Regions from separate parts of the Anas platyrhynchos genome. Here region 2 is linked to region 1. A link is a contact called in public Hi-C data. All regions are on one chromosome and are shown on one strand. The core of a region is the stretch at or near the end of the contact, and the rest is flanking DNA. Distances in the headings are between cores, read along the strand shown.

Evidence for each region. A called contact is a pair of places that touch in the nucleus more often than the background predicts.
Region 2: a Hi-C map of liver shows a contact between it and region 1, with 2.1 times the contacts expected there. The contact joins two enhancer-like sites. A contact is called at or near these places in 2 of 8 Hi-C or Micro-C datasets (liver and subcutaneous adipose tissue).

The regions. Positions count from the first base shown.
Region 1 is chr1:112,442,049-112,444,748 of IASCAAS_PekinDuck_T2T, forward strand. HLCS (holocarboxylase synthetase) reads right to left here. Exons shown (of 11, transcript XM_027449127.3): 4 at 2,243-2,700. Among named protein-coding and RNA genes, the nearest start is that of HLCS, 13 kb to the right of the region's middle. Within about 2 kb of position 1,448, at least 1 of the 8 cell types and tissues checked has an H3K27ac peak or open chromatin away from gene starts, as enhancers often do.
Region 2 is chr1:112,652,248-112,654,947 of IASCAAS_PekinDuck_T2T, forward strand. All of the region lies in intron 3 of DYRK1A (dual specificity tyrosine phosphorylation regulated kinase 1A), which reads left to right. Among named protein-coding and RNA genes, the nearest start is that of DYRK1A, 67 kb to the left of the region's middle. Within about 2 kb of position 1,309, at least 1 of the 8 cell types and tissues checked has an H3K27ac peak or open chromatin away from gene starts, as enhancers often do.

The DNA of each region.
Region 1 (2,700 bases), core at 198-2,697:
AACGGTACAGCAAAGCAGGTTTTACCATGGAACTTGCAGAAATGGATAGCACCAGTATCTAATCAATTTTCTAGTACAAGTATAGAGCACATGGGTGGCAAAACTTCCAACATAAAGCTATAAACATGTTACTACATGTACCAGTGTCCAAAAAACTACCAGATTTAATCTTATAAACTGATGAGAGACAAAAACATTTCTCAGAAACCTGATTGATATTTCTGAATTGAGTAATTGCTAAAAAAGTGCATGCTACCTGACATGTAAGCAGTTACGTCTGAGTGGTTTGGGCTCCTGAGATAGTTCTCCTATAACTAAAATATTGGTAAAAATATCTCCTAGAACCTTCCAAAAAGTTTGTTCGACTACATCTCCATTATATTCCTCATTGACTTAAATATTGGTAAATAAATCTTGTTCTGCTTTTCTCAATGTGCTGCATGAAACCAAAGACAGAGTAAGGCAAGTGATACAATTGGGAACAGCCCTGCTAAAAATAAACAAGCAAAATGAAAACAACAACAACAACCACATTGCTCTCAGCTGCTGCTGAGGCTAACAAAATGTGCAAGTTATCTTCATGCTCACTTTAAAAATTACTGGGAAGTGGCTGAAATCTCTCCCACTTTAGTTAACACAGGCTATATACCCAGGTAGATGCCTTACTCCCCAGGACATAGATTTATTTTCTAAACTTAGTGATACCTCTTATTATCCCTTCTATCACTCAAAATGTTAGACAGCTATCTGAAGATTTCAGTAGTCAGTGGCAAACATTTACCCGTAACACAGCCATGGAAGGTTCCTCACACCTTCTCCAGGAATACAGAGAGTAACAATAACAACAGCAACAGCAACAAAAAGAACTGTTCAACTTAACTGGCACAGTTTTTGGAAGGGGTGGGGCTCTGTTTGTTTGGCTGTTGTTTGTTTTTTAAACAACAATCACAAAACCTTAACACTGAAGAGGTTCCTAGTTGCTGAAATGTTATTATTCTTAAGTGGAGCTAATAAGATTTTGGCTCATTTGTATATTTCCCCTTCCGCCCCCAAGGTGCTCTGAGCTACTTGTTAGATGCAGAATGTTAAACATTTAAAAGTTTAAAGGCCAAAGGAAGACTCTGGAAACAAACAAACAAAAAAATGTTTCCAGCTGACCAGACCTTTCTTGTACTCCCAGAGAATGCATAAACATACATTACTGACTGAAAACATACTTGTCTGCCTCTAGAAAAAGAAAAAAAAAAAAAGGTTAATTAATTTAAATTTTCAGTTTGTTTCAATTTTGATTGTAAATATAAGAAATACATTCCAGACATATAAAAGTGTTTGTGTTTTTGTTGTCATTGTTTCTAATCTGAAAGAGCAGCAAGGCCAACACCACGAACCTATCATCTCCCTAGAAATGATCTGTAGCCAGAACACTGCTAAAGAAAACATGAAACCATTCAGTTCAGTCACAGCACTAAGATACAATCAGAACTGAGAAAAGAGTAACACTATCAGCAAAACAGTACCAGCAGAGCTAAATCAGCAGTGGCATTCCAGGGCTATTCAGACTAATCTTTATTATAGTTACTTGTTCAAGCAAAAAAATGAACAGCAGTTTTGGGGTATACAGTATGCAGCAATGATAGAGGCTGGGACTTTCTCATTTACTACTCACATGTTTCCAAAGGGACTGCCTACCTTAAAACTTAAGAGGAGACTTCTTTAAGGTTTCTTGTGAGCTTTATTTTACTTTCTCTTCTGACTCTCTACTTCACCGTAATTCATATTTTTGTATGGAAGTATGTTGCCATTATAACCCTTCACCCTGAGTTCACTACCACTGCTTTTCCTATTCCCATTTTCCAAAGTCTGCAAAGTGCACAGCTTTGTCACCGTGCAACTTCCAGCAGGCAGAAAAGGATAGCTCTGCTCTTGAAGATGCTTTCTTACTATGCATATTTGCTATCTCCTCTGCCACCCACTGTGATCACGCATGACCTACATGTTCATGGCTACATGGTGAAGACAAGGACTGGAACAGCAGTGACACTTTCTATCCTTCATTAAGCTTCCCAAGAACCAAGGGAAAACCATTCTGTATTCAGAGTCCTTGTACAATCACCAAAATATCCATCCATACTTGCCCCTTGAAAGCATCCCAAAGAGCAAGCAGTAAGAACCAGTGAATTTTTTTAGCATATCACCATATCGTGTAGCAATGTGCAAATCGATGCTTTTGCATACACAGTACCTGAGAAAGAATGGCTTCTCCTCCATTGTCTCCGTAAGGCAGATGAACAATAACTGTATCTTTATCAGCATTATTTAAATGACTCAATGGCTTCACTTTGCTGTTACTTTCCTTCTTTACTTCAAAAATACAGCCACTGATCAAAAGGTTTAATTTCACTTCAGTGCTGTCAGTTTTAGAGACAACTAATTCATGAACGGTCTTCTTCAGTTTGTCTTTTCTCTTTATTTGTATACCACCAAATGTAAACGAGGAAGAAAACCCTAGAATCTTTCCACCCTTAGATAAAAACTTCACAAACTGTTCTTGGTTCTTGTCAGAAATAGGCTCCTCTGTGGCAATGATCAACAGCATTGCATTATCAATCCATGGATCTTTCAGAACTTGCTCCTCATGCAGCTGGTAGATGGTGTAGTTGTCTGCATCAATGCATTCCAGGAGGATTGATTTTACTTGGT
Region 2 (2,700 bases), core at 59-2,558, 210 kb after region 1:
TACCAGTATGTCACATAGAGAGTTATGGAGGTTCTCTATGGGCCTTTTTTTTTGGGGGGGTGTCTCCATATCTCTTTGCCTTTGCATGTATTTCTGGTTAATCTCATCTGCAAATCCAAATTCAGCTAACATCTTTATTCTAGTGACTCAAATAATCAGCTCTACACCTTGTCTCTCTGCAAGCAAAATTCTCCTTCGTTCTTTTTCATAGCTCTTTTGTTAGATGTCTAGCTGTCAGTTCTAGTTCATCTTGATTAAAACCTAACTCTTATTCTTGTATCTTCTTATAAAAGCTGGGAACCTCCATTGTTGAAGGTTTTGTACTTATATTTATCCACTGCTGTGGACAACGCTATCATGTGGTCTTTAACTCAGGATGAAATCTACATACCATCTAGGTTTTCATGGCTAAACAATACATACATCTTACACATTCTTTCTTGATGACTCTTCTACAGAAAGCCTTTTTATTCGTGGTATTGCCTTGAATGGTCTGCAACTTGCTTTTCTCTGTCCTGCATATGTCACTTATGAACAACTCTTGCAGAGATCATTTTTTGAACCATCTCAGTGTAGTTTCTTTGTTCCTCTGTTGGAATCCCACCATCAGCCATTAGTTCTTTCTGTTGTCAAGTGCTCGTCTGTTATTAAAGCCTGGAACACCAGACTGGCCTTTTAGTGATGGCAAACTCTACTCTCGTAATCATAGAATATCCCGAGCTGGAAGGGGGGACCCATAAGGATCGAGTCCTGCTCCTGGCCTCACACAGGTCTACCCCAAAATTCAGACCATAAGGTGGTATATGTCAGTTTTCAAGTACATATGGTTAAAGGAGATCATGTTTTTGATTTGGGCAGCAAATGTGATTTAAAGAATTTGACTTACATGTGCACAAATAAAAGAACAAAAATGACCGTGTTAAATAGGGAGTGCGCTGAATTTCTGTTGCAGAGGGTTTAACAGGTTTGTTTAATTGCTGTAAAAAACAGCAGAAAGGAAAAGGCAACTTTCAGCAGATCTGGGAAGGATAATTCTTAAAGTGTAGATCCTTTTAATGCGATGTCTTGCACCCCATTAGAGAAGAAGTTAGGGCTCAGCTTCAGTTTCCCCATTCCCTGACCAGCAGCCTAGGCGACTGGCTCCGCTTCGGTGCCACCAGCTGCAGCACCCTAAATGTAGCCGGTTTGGGTGTAAATGCCCGCTGCCGAGACATCAAGCTGCCAGCCCTTTTGCTGGACACACCGGGAAGGGAAGGGAAGCAGGGGTCTCCGGCTGCCCGGCAAAATCCTTTCCCGAGCTCCGGCCACCATCTGCTGGCCAGAGCCGAGCACTGCACTGCCAGCCTTGGGTGGTGCAGGTGTCTCCTGCGAGGGAAGCCTGCCCTCCCCTCTCCCAAATACTCCATGGTTCGAATAAACTCAGATCTCACCGAGTAAAAAGTCTGTTAAATAATTTGAGGAGCCAGCCCAGCGTATCTTTGAGAGGGTCTTGAAGTGAAGGAGTCGGGAATGCAGGCGTCAAAAAGGTTGATTGCTGCATTTTGTAAGCAGGGTATTTCCTTCCAGTCCTGATAAACCTGACTTGCTTGAAAATACAACCCAGGAAGAAGTCTCACTTTTTGAGATCCTGAAAATTTATAGAACGAATAGATATTAAAATAGATAATAAATATTTAATAGCATATAGTATTTTCTCTTAGAAAATAAGTTTCTTCAGGCTGCTGCCAGGTAATAAGGGTAATGTTTGTCAGTTGCTTAAAGTTGCTGTTAGCTTCTGGCATTTAGAACAGCAACACTTGCTGGAAGCAATGTCATTTTGATAAATAGCAAAGATTAAAAAACTGTAGAATAGTTTGGGTTGGAAGGGATGTTAAAGACCATCTAATTCCACCCCCCTGCCATGGGCAGGGACACCTCCACACCTCCCACCAGACCAGGTTGCCCAAAGCCCCATCCAGCCTGGCCTTGAACACTTCCAGGGATGGGGCATCCACAGCTCACAGTAAAGAATTCCTTCCTTAAATCTACTTTAAACCTGCCCTTTTCTAGTTTAAATCTATTAGGCCTTGTCTGTCGCTGTACTCCCTGATGATAAAGATTCCTTCTCCAGGTTTCTTATAGGCCGTCTTTCAGTCCTGGAAGGCTGCTCTAAGGTTTCCCTGGAGTCTTCTCTTCTCCAGGCTGACCAACCCCAACCCTCTCAGCCTGTCTTGATAGGAGAGGTGCTCCAGTCCTCTGAGCCTCCTTGTGGGCCTCCTCTGGACTCATTCTAACAGGCCCATGTCCTTCTTGTGCTGGGGACCTCAGAGCTGAACGCAGAGCTCCAGGTGGGGTCTTATGAGAGCAGAGCAGAAGGGGAGAATCACCTCCCTCACCCTGCTGGCCACACTGACACAGCCCAGGTTGTGCTTGCAGCCCCGGAGAAAGCCACATTGCCTGGCTCATGTTGAGCTTCCTGTCAACCAGCACCCCCAGGACCTTCTCCTCAGGACTGCTCTATAATCTGTTTTCTGCTCAGCTGTGTTCATGTTTGGGAGTGCCCCAGCCCAGATGCAGGGCCTTGCACTTGGCCTTGTTGAACCTCATGAGGTTCACACAGCCCCACCTCTCAGCCTGCCCAGGTCCCTCTGGATGGCATCCCTTCCCTCCAGCATGTTGACCACACCACTCAGCTTGGTGTCGTGGGCAAACTTGATGAGG